4 separate regions of the Mus musculus genome follow, and regions 1, 2 and 4 are each linked to region 3. Evidence: chromatin contacts called from public promoter capture Hi-C and targeted proximity ligation data. All regions are on one chromosome and are shown on one strand. The core of a region is the stretch at or near the end of the contact, and the rest is flanking DNA. Distances in the headings are between cores, read along the strand shown. Region 1 holds the start of Syt12 (synaptotagmin XII). Region 2 holds the start of 9430078G10Rik (transcription initiation factor TFIID subunit 4). Region 3 holds the start of 1810055G02Rik (RIKEN cDNA 1810055G02 gene). Region 4 holds the start of Ssh3 (slingshot protein phosphatase 3).

What was found. Promoter capture Hi-C pulls out the DNA fragments that hold promoters and counts their contacts.
Region 1: a contact with region 3 is called in a targeted proximity ligation map of pancreatic cancer cells. A contact is called at or near these places in 2 of 130 datasets of targeted methods (bone marrow-derived macrophages and pancreatic cancer cells).
Region 2: a contact with region 3 is called in a promoter capture Hi-C map of pre-B cells, with 2.5 times the contacts expected there. A contact is called at or near these places in 1 of 39 promoter capture datasets (pre-B cells), 1 of 484 Hi-C or Micro-C datasets (CD4 T cells) and 2 of 130 datasets of targeted methods (large pre-B cells and pancreatic cancer cells).
Region 4: a contact with region 3 is called in a promoter capture Hi-C map of pre-B cells, with 2.8 times the contacts expected there. A contact is called at or near these places in 1 of 39 promoter capture datasets (pre-B cells) and 3 of 130 datasets of targeted methods (the NIH/3T3 cell line, bone marrow-derived macrophages and pancreatic cancer cells).

The regions. Positions count from the first base shown.
Region 1 is chr19:4,475,702-4,478,757 of GRCm38.p6, reverse strand. It overlaps Syt12 (synaptotagmin XII), which reads left to right and starts at 1,615. Exons shown (of 8, transcript NM_134164.5): 1 at 1,615-1,823.
Region 2 is chr19:4,394,050-4,397,327 of GRCm38.p6, reverse strand. 9430078G10Rik (transcription initiation factor TFIID subunit 4) reads right to left here and starts at 1,444. Exons shown (of 3, transcript XM_030251152.1): 1 at 1,435-1,444; 2 at 1-998. The coding sequence starts at 1,444. Kdm2a (lysine (K)-specific demethylase 2A) reads left to right here and starts at 251. Exons shown (of 21, transcript NM_001001984.2): 1 at 251-1,017; 2 at 2,436-2,536. The coding sequence starts at 2,495.
Region 3 is chr19:3,707,043-3,710,015 of GRCm38.p6, reverse strand. 1810055G02Rik (RIKEN cDNA 1810055G02 gene) reads right to left here and starts at 1,723. Exons shown (of 4, transcript NM_028077.3): 1 at 1,580-1,723. It overlaps Gm36608 (predicted gene, 36608), which reads left to right and starts at 1,848. Exons shown (of 3, transcript NR_167751.1): 1 at 1,848-1,955.
Region 4 is chr19:4,267,347-4,270,525 of GRCm38.p6, reverse strand. Ssh3 (slingshot protein phosphatase 3) reads left to right here and starts at 1,293. Exons shown (of 14, transcript NM_198113.3): 1 at 1,293-1,511; 2 at 1,941-1,981; 3 at 2,548-2,779. The coding sequence starts at 1,446. Ankrd13d (ankyrin repeat domain 13 family, member D) reads left to right here. Exons shown (of 15, transcript NM_026720.2): 15 at 1-346. The coding sequence ends at 190.

The sequences.
Region 1 (3,056 bases), core at 366-2,865, 770 kb before region 3:
AAATTAAAAACGAGGGCTGGTGAGATGGCTCAGTGGGTAAGAGCACCCGACTGCTCTTCCAAAGGTCCGAAGTTCAAATCCCAGCAACCACATGGTGGCTCACAACCATCTGTAACGAGATCTGACTCCCTCTTCTGGAGTGTCTAAAGACAGCTACAGTATACTTACATATAATAAATAAATAAATCTTTAAAAAAAAAAAAAAAAGCGTGTGCCACCGCTGCCCAGGAAGCACTCTTAAAAAAAAAAAAAAAAAATTAAAAACGAAAATGGGTTCAGTCTTGCCAAAGCTATAAGTAGCCTTGAAGGTTAGTTAAATGGGAAATGGCACCAAATGTCCATGGTCCAATCCCTAGCTCCAAGACAGAACTCACTTCTTTTTCAGGTCCAGAAAATGATGGTGCCCCCTATAGGTGAGGGTGAAGTTGCAACCTCCCTTTGGTTTTCTGGACCAAGCTTGTCTGTCTGCTCTCCACACTACTCTCAGACAACCCAGCCTTTTGGTATTGGCTCTCCATGAGATTGTCAACTTCTCTCCCAGACTCCAGATCCTCCTGGAGGCCTAGTCAGGTGTCTTCCCAGCTCGCTGTTCTGGTCACTGTGTCCAGAACAGGTGCCCCGCCGCCCCCTCCTGAAGGGCAACACCCAGCCTCTCCTAATACCCGACTTATCTTCCTGCCAGACTGCGCGGGCAGGGAGGGGACCTGTCCCTTGTTCCCGGAAGATCGCCCACGCCTGGCACTGTGCCGAGAGCCTGGGTGAGAGCGTCATAAATATCTCCTGAATGATTCATTCATTCCTTGGAAGAGAAAGTATGACCCTTAAGAGGTTAAAAAAGAAAGTCAGGTGTGGTGGCACATGCCTTTAGTCCCAGCAATTGGGAGACAGAGGCTGATATCTCTGTGAGTTCGAGCAAGGCCAGCCTGATCTACTTAGTGATTTCCAGGACAGCTAGGGCTATAAAGTGATTCATTCTCCCATTCTCCCTCTCTCTCTCTCTAAAAAAAAAAAAAAAAAAAAAAAAAAAAAAAAAAAAAAAAAGACTTTGAAGTCATTTGGCCTTCATATCCACCCTGGGCCTTATCTCAAAAAAAATAAATAAATAAATGGAGTGGCCGCCGATGAGGTCATTGCAGAGATTACAAAAGATGATGTCGGTAAGTGACCTGGACTGGTATAGCGTACAATCACAACTCAATCATGGAAGGAAATATCAGCCATTCAGAGAAGGGAATACTGCTGGCTGCGCTGCTCGCTGGTCTGATTTTGTGAGTGTGTGTGTGTGTGTGTGACTCTCTTGAGTCCGTTTTACAGATAAAGAAACTGAGGCCTAGAAGGAGAACAACATAAAGGGAGTGGGGTGCGCCCCTGGTGAGCACAGGGTTCCCTACCCAACACATCCACAAGCCTGCGATCCCAGGGTCCAACTTGGCTGCCCCCCCCCCCCCCAGGACCCTCACGCGCTTGGGGATCTCCGACTAGATCCTCGCAGCGCTGCTCTGCTCCTTGGAGTAGAGAGAGCGCTCGGGGTTGTCACTTTAAATTCAAGAAGGAGCAGGCGAGCGGGCGGGCGAGCGCGAGGGAGCGCGCGGCGGGCTCCTGGGAGCGTGCCCGGACTGCGGCGCTGCTCCATTCGGCCGCCGGGCCCCGCGGAGCCCCCATCGGTGAGGCGAGGCTCCAGCAGGAGACGAGCGCCCCGCTACACTGCAGGGGTGGCGTAGCAGCGGGCGGCCGAGCGCCTGTGAGAGCCAACTGCGGGAGGCCAGCGTGGGAGCAGAGATAGAACCAGGAGTCGGACCCGCGTCCCCTCCGCGGAACCCCGGGTGAGTAGGCACCCTGGCCCCCACACAGAGCGCGGCAGGCACAAGCGCCCTGGGCATGGACGGGCGGACGCACTCAGTCCCTCTTCTTAAGCCCGAAACCCGGGGCCCCTCACACTCCGTACGTCTGCACCCCCGCGCTGCGCTGGCACACCAACGCGGGGCACAGAGCACGCCCGGCGCCCTTCCCCGGCCCAGCCACTCCGCGCACTGCGCATCGCCTGGCGCCAGCTCGCCCGGCCCCCATGTGCACACACGCGGTTCACCCGGCTGTTTACACACCTCCCCTGAGCTCGCACACCGCACACACCCCTCACCTTCACACTCAACACCTTGGCTGTCCTAACTGCCCCTGACCTTACATCCCGTTGGGGGTCCCTGGCCAGTGCCCCCTCCCAAAATTCCAGTGTGGTGTGAGGGTATGAGGATCTGCATCGTAGGGGGCGCGTCGCATCTCTTCTCCAGGAGGCCTACGGGAAGAACCTAAGGGTTCCTTGAGCTTCACTCGAAGCTGTGTATAGACGGGAGCTGAACATGGGGGCAGTAAACGGCATTGTAGGTGAAGGAGCCCTGAGCCTTTCTCTTTGGTGGGCATGGTGCTGCTAAAAGACTGTCTCGCCTTACAGTTGATGGGGACAAATCCGTTGAGAAGAACCTGGGAAACAAGCACCTGAGCTGTTTAGCCAGGGTGCAGAGTTTGCAGAGCCTCAGAAGTAGTCCTTATTAGAAACTAAGAAAGGCAAGGGAAGGAAACCCACCTAGGTGTTAACAATGCACCCAGTAAGGCCAGGACAATTACAATTATACACTCACCTCACCCCACCCCACCCCCAATCCCAACCCCAACCCCCATTTCCAGTCCTCTCTGAGCAATGTGAAATCTTTCTCAAGCAGCCCAGAAGAGTGGGACCTCCCAGCCTGGGGTCCAAACCTGGCTTCATCCTACTAAGTGCTTGCTAGTGACTTGGATGGGGCAAGTCACTTTTCACACCTTGAAGGGCTGGAGTCTCAGCTGCTAGGCCACCCCTCCCTACATTTCCAGGGCTGACAGGGAACCCTGGACTCTCTGGGGGCATTTCCTGAGCACAAGGCAAGTCCCCCCTGATACTATGCTGGCACATAGTAGGTGCCCAGTGTCAGCTGTCACCCACCCCCAGCCAGTCTGCACTGTGGTTCCTGCGGGTGTCTGGGGGATGGCACCAGGATGTGGTTATCCATCCGGAAAGTGTTGTGGGG
Region 2 (3,278 bases), core at 195-2,694, 690 kb before region 3:
GTCGGCGTCGCGGGGCGCGGGCGATTCGAGGCCGACGCAATCGGCGCGTGCGCGCTCCGGCGGTGTGTCCGTGGTAGAGGGGGCGGGGTGGGGTGGGGGGAGTGACGCGTGCGCGTTCACGTGTGTCCCGGAGAGCGGTAAGACGCGCAGGGAGGCTCGAAAGAGGTGGGGGTGGAGAGGCGACGGGAGGGAGGGGGTGGTGGTGAAGAGAGGGCGCCTGCGCAGTGAGGCCGGAGGAGCTGTGTGTATGTGAGAATCTGACGGGTTCAAAATGGCGGCGGCTGCTTCAGCGGATCCTCCTGTGTGAGGGAAACAACACCCCTCCCCGGCAGCGGCGGCGGCGGCGGCGGCGGGCCGCAGAGCACCTTTCCAGTTCCCGGGCCCGTCGCGGTTGTTTCCCTCCCGGGCAGTGGGCTCTTCGCGTGGAAGGGCAACGTCAGGGGGCCCATCCCCCGGAGTCCCTCCTCTGCTACTGGGGAGTAGCTGGGGGTGTACGGGGGATCGTCCCGCAGCGCGGAGCCCCGGCTCAGGGGACGACGCAAAGGCAGCCGAAGGCCCCCGGTCAGGGCGCTTCGCTGCTCCCGCCCTCTCCGCCCCCCGGGGCCGGGGCCCGCGTTCCGGGGGGCCGGGCGGCGCGGGGAGCGTCGGCCGGGCGGGTCTCAGCTGATCGGCCGCGGTTCCTGGGCTTCGGTAGCGGCTGTGGCCGGCTGAGGGTACCGAGAGGAGGGTGTTTCCCGCGGCCCGGTTGACCCGGGTCTCGGGCTGGGGCTGCTGACCGCCAGCTTGGGGGAGTAGCCGAGTGGTCTTGCTTCCCTGACGCCTCGGACGCGGAGTCTGTAAAAGCCAGAAGAGGAGGTTTGATTCAGTAACTGTTTCCTCTTTTCCGGGTCGCTCTGACCCTTCTCTGGATACTGGGTTAATACACAGAAATACCGAAGACGACGTTTGGGATTTTATTTTGTCTGTGTTTGGAATTTTACTTCTCTCTTGGACAAGAACTCAAGAACAAAATCCTCGGTGAGATTTCCCCTCCCCCCTCCCCCGCCCTGGGAAGTTTGGTTCCCGGTCTTATCTAAAGACTTAATGTAAAGTTTTTATTTCTTTGCAAGGGGTGAGCCACAGAACGCCTTTTCCCTAGGGGAGCAGTCGAGGTTTACCGCTTTGCTGTCCGGCCCTGGGGTGCAGACTGTGTCCCTCGCGACCGAGGCCGAGGAGGGCAGTGCCACGAACTGCTCTCGCAAACTATGTCATCGGGTCCTCTGAAAGGATTTTGTTAACGTGGCCGTATTATATTTACAAGAGAGAAAAAAAACATTTGTATATCCAATTAGAAGCCATTATTCTGGAGAAAGATATTTAGAAAAACGAAAACCCTTGCTTGGTGTTGTGGATTGATTGACGTGCCAACCGGCCTTTATTTAATGGATGTTTCACCCGTATCCATATATCGAGACGTTTCATTTATTATTTACTCATCTAGATTAGATGGTATTTTTGCCTCCGTTTGCAACTCTCAAATTTGTTCTGTAGTTGTCCACCTTGAGGTGGATGGTAGTTTGGGGAAGGCAGTTCCTTACTAGAAGGATATGGGACATTGGTTTGAAGTCTTTCTGTAAAACCAAATTTTTCTTGCCCTCTTTTTTTTTTTTTTTAATGAAAGTAACCTCCCCGTTTTGCTTATAATTTGTTATTACCTGTTTGAGAACTCACTGGTTTAGGGTCTGGCTTAGTTTTGTGTGTACTTCACCTTCACCTGGCCATTCAGCACTTTAGAAATAAAAGTCCTTCCTGGGTTTGGTGCTGCACACCTTTGCCAGCACTGGGCAAGCAGAGGCAGTCGGGTCTCTTGTAAGTTGGAGGCAAGCCTGGTTGGTCTATGTTGTAGTTCCAAGACCACCAGGGCTATGTAGAGAGATCCTGTCTCAAAACAACAAAACTTAAACACACACACACACCAGCAAACATACAGAAGAAGAGAAGTAAAAGTCCTGAGCCTTTTCACCTGCATTATATCTGTGTAAGGGTCCCTTAGAACTGGAATCAGACAGTGACCTGCCATGTGGTTGTTGAGAATTGAACTCGGATCCTCTTGAAAAGCAGCAGTGCTGTTAAGCACTGAGCCATGTCTCCAGTCCCCTCTATCTATCTATCTCTTTATCTATCTATTGCTAATGTTAGCAGGAAGAATTTTGCTAGTTGCAATCCCATGAGCAGAAACAAATGATGTGGCTGGTCCTAAGGAACTGAAACCAAAGTCTCCTTTTGCTTAGGTCTTATTTTATAGTTGTGATGTGATTAATATTGACAAGACATGGCACCATTTGCCCAAGAGGATAAAGGATTCTCAGAGTCTTTAACTTAATGAGAAGGGGAGGTATAAGTTCCATAATGAGTTCTTATTTCTCTTCATTTCCTTTGTAAATTTGGATCCTTAGGAAGAGGAAGGCATCCCTGGAGTGGTTTCTTTACTGTACTTCCATCAGAAGAGTGAGAGATGGAACCTGAAGAAGAAAGGATTCGGTACAGCCAGAGATTGGTTAGTATTTTCAATTCCCTCCTTTTGGAAAAAATTATTTTAGATGGCTTTTCTGTGTACCAGAGGAGGGGTGAAAATATATTGATATCTCACTTGGTTTTTTTTTTGGTTTTGTTTTTTGGGGTGTTTTTTTTTTTTTTTTTTTGGTCAGGTAGTTAGAACCTTAATTTATAGTGTTTGGCAGTGGAGTTAAAGTCTTAAGTTTTAGAGAAATCATTGCAGTTCTGAAAATCAAAGGATTTTGTGGATTGTAATGAGACAAAGATTCCTAACTTTGCAATAGTGGCATTGTAGTAAATCTAATTAAGTTATATTAAAATGTAAATTTTAAGAACAAACCAAGGAAGGATAGTTAACATTTTGGTAAGTTTGGAACATTGCTATGACTGATTTGAGGACAGTACTATATGCTAATAAAGGTCTTTGTCTTTAATATTTTGGAAGGAATTTATGAGACATGCTACTGAAAGAAAACTTTATAGTTTAAACATTAGCTCATACATGGGTTTGAATACTTTTAGTTCTGTTATTCTTTCAAGGTTGCTCTATTGGTGTTTAATGGTTTGTTTGTTTTGTTTTGTTTTGTTTTCTCCTTAGTCAGACCTTTATTAGTATTATTTACTACATATTCATTTTGAATATTCAAATTTGTATTTGTAAAGTAGGATAGGAGAGACACAGAATTGTATGTAGTATGTGAATTCTAGATCTAGAATATTGCTTAAGATTTTATGTGGTTTCA
Region 3 (2,973 bases), core at 474-2,973:
GGTCCTGAGTTCAAATCCCAGCAACCACATGGTGGCTCACAACCATCTGTAATGAGATCTGACACCCTCTTCTGGAGTGTCTGAAGGCAGCTACGGTGAACTTACATATAATAAATAAATAAATCTTTAGAACAAAACAAAACACCCATACACATTAAATAGAGGAAAGAAAACACTAACAAAAAAACCAAGTATTAACTCAGAAACTAGAACAAACAGACTGGGGTTGAGTCTCTTTTTGGGAATTGGTCCCCACAGGATCTGCAGGGAATCAGCATCAGGACACCTTCTGCCAGCTCATACAAGAAGGCCAGTATCATGTTCTCAATTCCATCGTGTCACACGGGCACACCCTTTCCACCACAGGGCAATGTCTATACACATAAGACTTTAAGTCTGCATTTCCTGAGCTGTTCCTACTAAAGTTCAGCCAGGTGACTTGTGTGAGTCCCCAAGTGACAACTAACCCTTGAGATGCTGCCCAATTCCTCTAATGTTTGTTTGACAGATTGCACTCCCAATCTTGCCTTGCCTTTAATGCCTTTATGATGTGTGGATTGCTATATACACATCACTAGACCTCAAATTGGTGAGCTTTTTCTCTGACATACACAGATTTCAATTCAAGAAGTCCAGACTCAGCAAAGACCATTAATAATCCCTATCAGCAGGGCCCCCGTCTCTACTCCACGCTAGGGAAGTTACACAATTACAGAACAGAAATTGGGAAAGCTAGTACAGGACAAACCACAGTCACCTACCTAATCCTGACACATCACCTGCTTGGACGTATTATGTACACAGACATTGCCCTGTGATCTAAAGGATGTATCCACGTGGCAGACATTAGCCCACGATCCCAGAACATTAAATATTATCTTAACTGCACCGCTTATCTCCAGGTATCTGAAAGTTCAGGTCTCACTACCAAAATGCCAAAGGTCTGTGTTCTAAACGCTTGCTAAGCCAGTATTTCTGATATTCTGCTGTCCAACAGGCGAGTCTAATTTATAAACGGAAAACCTGTATTTTAAACAGTTTGCTGGTTGACTTATTGAAATTTTAGAGCTGGTTCCTAGGGGTCGGGGTGTAAGTAATACAAGTTTTTAAGAGTTGGACTTCTAAGCTCCAGCCAGACCGTTAAGCGCACAAGCTAGCGGCCACAAGGGGAGGCAGGCAAGTAGACAAATGAGGAGGAAGGAAAAATGTGATGGATTTTCCTCATTGGTAGGTAGAAGAGTTTGGGGTGCAGGCCTCAACTATTTCCGAGACCAACACCTTCTAGGGTACAGCCTGATCCAAGACTCGCCTACTCTCGAATGTCCGTAGAGTGCTCGCAAACTGCCCAGCATCGACTGGCGATCGCCGTCAGCCCACCTCCTCCTCCTCCTCCTGCGCATCCATGCTTCTCTAAGGGCTCGGCCCATTCCTCCCTCCTCCGCCTTGAATCTCCATTCCTCACCGCCTAGCGCACCGGGTCCCCATTCATCCCTCCTCCGCCCCGCACCTCGCTGTCCATCCCCAAGCGGCTCATGGGGCCTTCACGACAGCTCCCTGGACAGCAGTGCGGGTCACTTACCCGGACGCGGCAGGCCCGTGGCCCTCACACCGCAGCGCAGCCACTTCAGCGATTCAGCCCCGCGCGGGGACGTGGACCGCAGCGAAACCCAGTTAGCTCAGCTCACTGGTGCGCGCTGGACCCCACCCGGACTGCCCCGGAAAGACGTCACGAAAGCGGGACCAATAGGCTGTCGCTGGCACGCGCGGCCGCGTGCGGTGGGCGTGGTTTGTTTAGGCCACGCCTGCTTCAGGAGCTGCCTTCCAACTTGGTCCCGCCTTGGCCACGCAGAGCTATTTGGAGCCGATCTAACGGAAGTGAGCGATCCAGGGACTTGTAGGCTATGTCTGTGTCTAGGGCTTTTCCCAGAAGCCGGGGAGAAGAGGGGTCAGATCAGGTGAGCGCAGATGTACTCGGACGATGGCTGGTCTGGACAGGGCAGCTCTAGAAGGCCTCATGAGGTACTTTATGAGGCTCTTCTGACCCGGTTCCTGATCTTTCTTCCCATCGGCTATTCAACTCCTTAAGGCGGTCCAGCCTTGTCCTTGCTCGCAGGCATGGCTTGGCTACTGAGGTTTGCTTTGCACACACTGCACCTGCCAGCTTCTGGCTAAGCATTTCACCTGAAAGGCAATACACTGATTTAATCCTGCAAGAAGATCTCGCTTTTGTTTTCAAGTCCAGAAACAGTCTCACAAAGGGCTTTGGAATTTTACACGTGGCATGACACGTGGGACGAAATGGAAAGCCTGTGAGACTTGCTTTTAATTTTAAAAGATTAGGGTTGGAGAGATGGCTCAGCAGTTAAGAGCACTGATGCTCTTGCAGATGACCCCGCTTGATTCCCAGCATCCACACGGTGGCTCACGACCATCTGAAAGAGCAGTTCCAGGAGATTCCATGCCTTAAGGCCTCCAGTGCACGTACATACATAATATGTATTGGAGTAGGCAAAATTCCCATACATAATGTTTGTATTTTATTTTTGAGTCAGGGTCTCTCTTTGTATCCCTTCTGTACTGGAACTCTGCATAGATCCAATTGTCCTTGAACTCACAGAGATCACTTGCCTCATGACTTCCTGTGCTAGGATTAAAGTCATGGGCCACTGCATCCAGCATACATAATTTTTAAAGAAAGAATTTAACGTAAAGTAGGTTTTGCAAGTCAGTAGGTGAATTCTGCTACTGAATGCCAATTTGTGTAAAACCCTTTTTAGGTCTCCTACCATGCCCATCCAAAGCGATCATCGTTGCCAGTTTTGTTTTGAGACAAGGTTTCACAGTCCAGCCCTGGCTGGTTTGGGGTTTCACAGTCCAGCCCTGGCTGGTTTGGGGTTTCACAGTCCAGCCCTGGCTGGTTTGGGGCTTGCTATGTAGATCATCCTAGCCTTGAACTCACAGAAATCTGTTTGC
Region 4 (3,179 bases), core at 44-2,543, 560 kb before region 3:
GTCCACAGAGTCCAGGGGTCCAGAATCTCCTCAGAAGACACCTCCATCCCCTGCACCCCCAAGCTTTGAGGAGCAGCTTCGCCTGGCCCTGGAGTTGTCTTCAAGGGAACAGGAGGAGTTGGAGCGACGGGGTCAGCAGGAAGAAGACGACTTACAGCGGATCCTGCAGCTGTCACTCACAGAGCACTGAGTTGCCTGGCCTTGGGACGGCTCCCCAGGGCCATGCCTTCTGCCTGGTTTTGTAATTTATTTATTTATAAACTGTCTGCTGCTGAGCTTGGGACCTGGGCACTGAAGATAGGCTAGCAGTGAGACTGAGGTGGAAATAAAGAGACCATCAGCAGTAGGCTTGCTGTCCTGCGTGGTCTGGAACCAAGGGGACACTGGATGGGGTTACTGATGGGTAGTCCTCGCTGGAGCTGGCACTGAGCAGCTTTGGAGCCTCCATTTCTACAGCTAGAAAATAAGACCACTTCTCACGGGGCAGGAGTTCCTGGAGATTCTGAAATTTCCCTGGATGCTACCCCAACCCCAGGTTCTGCCTGCCACCCAGCCTGATGGTCCATACTCCCGCTGGGCTGGGTCTTCCTATTCTACCTACTGGGGGAAGCTCCCACCTCATCCCCAAAACTCAGGCACAGGTTCCCCCTGTTTCAAGTATTTTCTACCAGAATGAACCTTTAAGCAAGTCACTCTCTGGGGAAGGGGCTCAGCCCTGTCCTAGTCACCCCTAGGGTGGACCTGAAATGCGTACAGGTATTGGGGACTATTGCAAAAATTCCAAAAAGGCCTTCTGTTCTCCCAGATCTTCTCAAGAGTAGAGGAATGACAGCCAAGCAGAAAAGAGAGCAAGTTTGGAATGGGGTGGTAGATTTAAGACCCATTGCCTCCCAGGTATGGTGGCGCATGCCTCTAATTCTAGTGCTTGGGAGGCAGAGGCAGGTGGATCTCTGGGTTTTAGGCGACTTGCTCTATATAATGAGTTTCAGGTCTGTCAGCTACATAGTGAGACCCTGTCTCAAAAACAAAACTGTTGCCCTTGCTCCTTCCTTTCCAAGAAACCATAGCATAAACCAAACAGTGGGGGTCCAAGTCTTACTGGGTGCAGCAAGAAGGGTTGAAAGCCTTCTGTGGGCAAAGCGACCAAAGCAGGGAAAGTGAGGTCTGGGCTCACCTGCGCCACGCCCTTGACCACGCCTCTAGCGCGGTCGGGGCGGGGCAAGCTGAACCGAGACCGCAGGGGCGGGGCCGCTGTCGCTCGGTACCAGCTCTACGCGACCAGACTGGTCATGAGTCGGGCCCTTTAAGGGCCGCTCCCGAGGAGGTGCCAGGCCCTGGTGGCTCCAATCTCTTCTTCCTGGTTGTGCGAAGGCAGGGACTGACCGTAAGGCTGAGGGAGGGGTCGTGCCGGGTGTTCGCCCAGGTGTTCCGGGCCTGCCTACCTTATGGCGCTGGTCACAGTGAGTCGCTCGCCGCCGGCAAGTGGCCACTCCACGCCTGTGGGACCCACGGTGAGTTTAGCTTGGTTTTACGCTCTTACAGTTGGCTGCCAAGGTAGGCCTTAGGGAGCAAGTCCTGCCCCTAGCAGACGGCTGGGAGTAGGCGGAGGGGGACCTTGAGTCTCACGTTTTAAGGCACTTGGGAGGCCCTGAGGCTCCCAGGAGCTCGACGTAGGTAGATGCGGAATCCTGAGAACCGCCCGGGTCTGTTGAAGCCCAGATCTGCCCAAATACCTCCCACACTCTGCAACCCCCTATCCTTGCAGCACTGCTGTACCTGGACTTAGGCCGGGTTTCTCTGGGGCCTGTTGGAGGGGAGCGGCTTCAGAGGAAAGAGATTTCTTTTCCACCTAGCGCTCCCTTGTAGGAAGAGGAGAGGCTTTTGGGTGCTTCCTGTCCTGGAAGCTGCTCTCTTACTCTATTCCCGGGCTGCTTTCTCAGCAGGACCGAGTGGTAAGACGCAGAGGCCGGCTCCAGCGCAGGTGAGTTCTGTCTGACAAATGCTTCCTTATAGCCTGTGGCCTAGCTGCTGCCATTGTGGACTCCTGATGTCTTGCTTGGACCAAGGACTCACTTAAGTATTGTCAGATAAACTCATGCTTAGGTGGGAGGCAGATGCTGTGGGTGGAGCTGGCAAACATCACATCTCTGGCTTGTGGAAGAACCAGCATGGTTAACTTAGCCCTGGCCAGTAGATGCTTTCACACATTACCTGGACCTTGGCTCGCCCAGTAATCCCAGGACCAAGGGCAGGATGGGACCTGAAGGAGTATAAGTGCTTAAACAAGTTTATAGCATCTGAGTCCACCCCGAAAAGGAACACATTCCAAAGGTGCAAAACAAGGTGAGGAGGAGCCTGAGAGCCCAAGGCTGGCTCTAGGTGCCTACCGCTATCAGGGTCCTGGTTACAAAAGTGCAAACTGTGCCTCACTCCGGCCCATCTGACTCTGGAGAGCGGGCCAGCAGCCCACTTCCGCCAGCCAGGGGACTCAGCCTCCCTAAAGTTTGAAAACCTATGACCTGAACCATGTCCCCATCGCTCTGCCAGGCAGAGTTTTGCGGTGCTCCGAGGGGCTGTCCTGGGACTTCAGGATGGAGGGGACAGTAATGTTGCATCTGAGGCTGACTCTGAGCCAATGGAGGAACCCTCAGGTGAGGAACAGCCCACCGAGGACCAGACTGACAAAGGGCAAGGACTCCAGAGTCCCTGGAAACAAGTGCAAAAGCGGCACCTGCACCTCATGGTGGAGCTGCTGAGGCCGCAGGATGATATCCGCCTGGTAAGGAACCACCCGGAGCTCATGTCTATCTAAGATCAGTGCTATGAGATCTGGGGCCACAACAACTCTGCCACTTCATCTAGAGACAGCAAGGCAAGGGCATATCTGTCTCTGGAGGGCTGGGAATGGACAAGGGAGGTTTGTCCCCTGTGAGCCAAGAGCTGGGGTTATATGAGGGAGGTCTCTGTTAATCCACAGGAGGCCTCTGTTGATACTAGTGAGTTGCCCAGAGATGGACTCATACTCCCAGGGTTGTGTAGTACGCCTTGGCAGCTAAGTGCCAGTCAGGCGACCAGAGCACCCAAGAAGTCTGGGATCCCCTGGAACCTAAGGGCCAGCTCCAGAAAGTGTGTGGAGGCAGACACTTCTTGTTGGCAGCAAAGAATGAAGAAGATTCGAG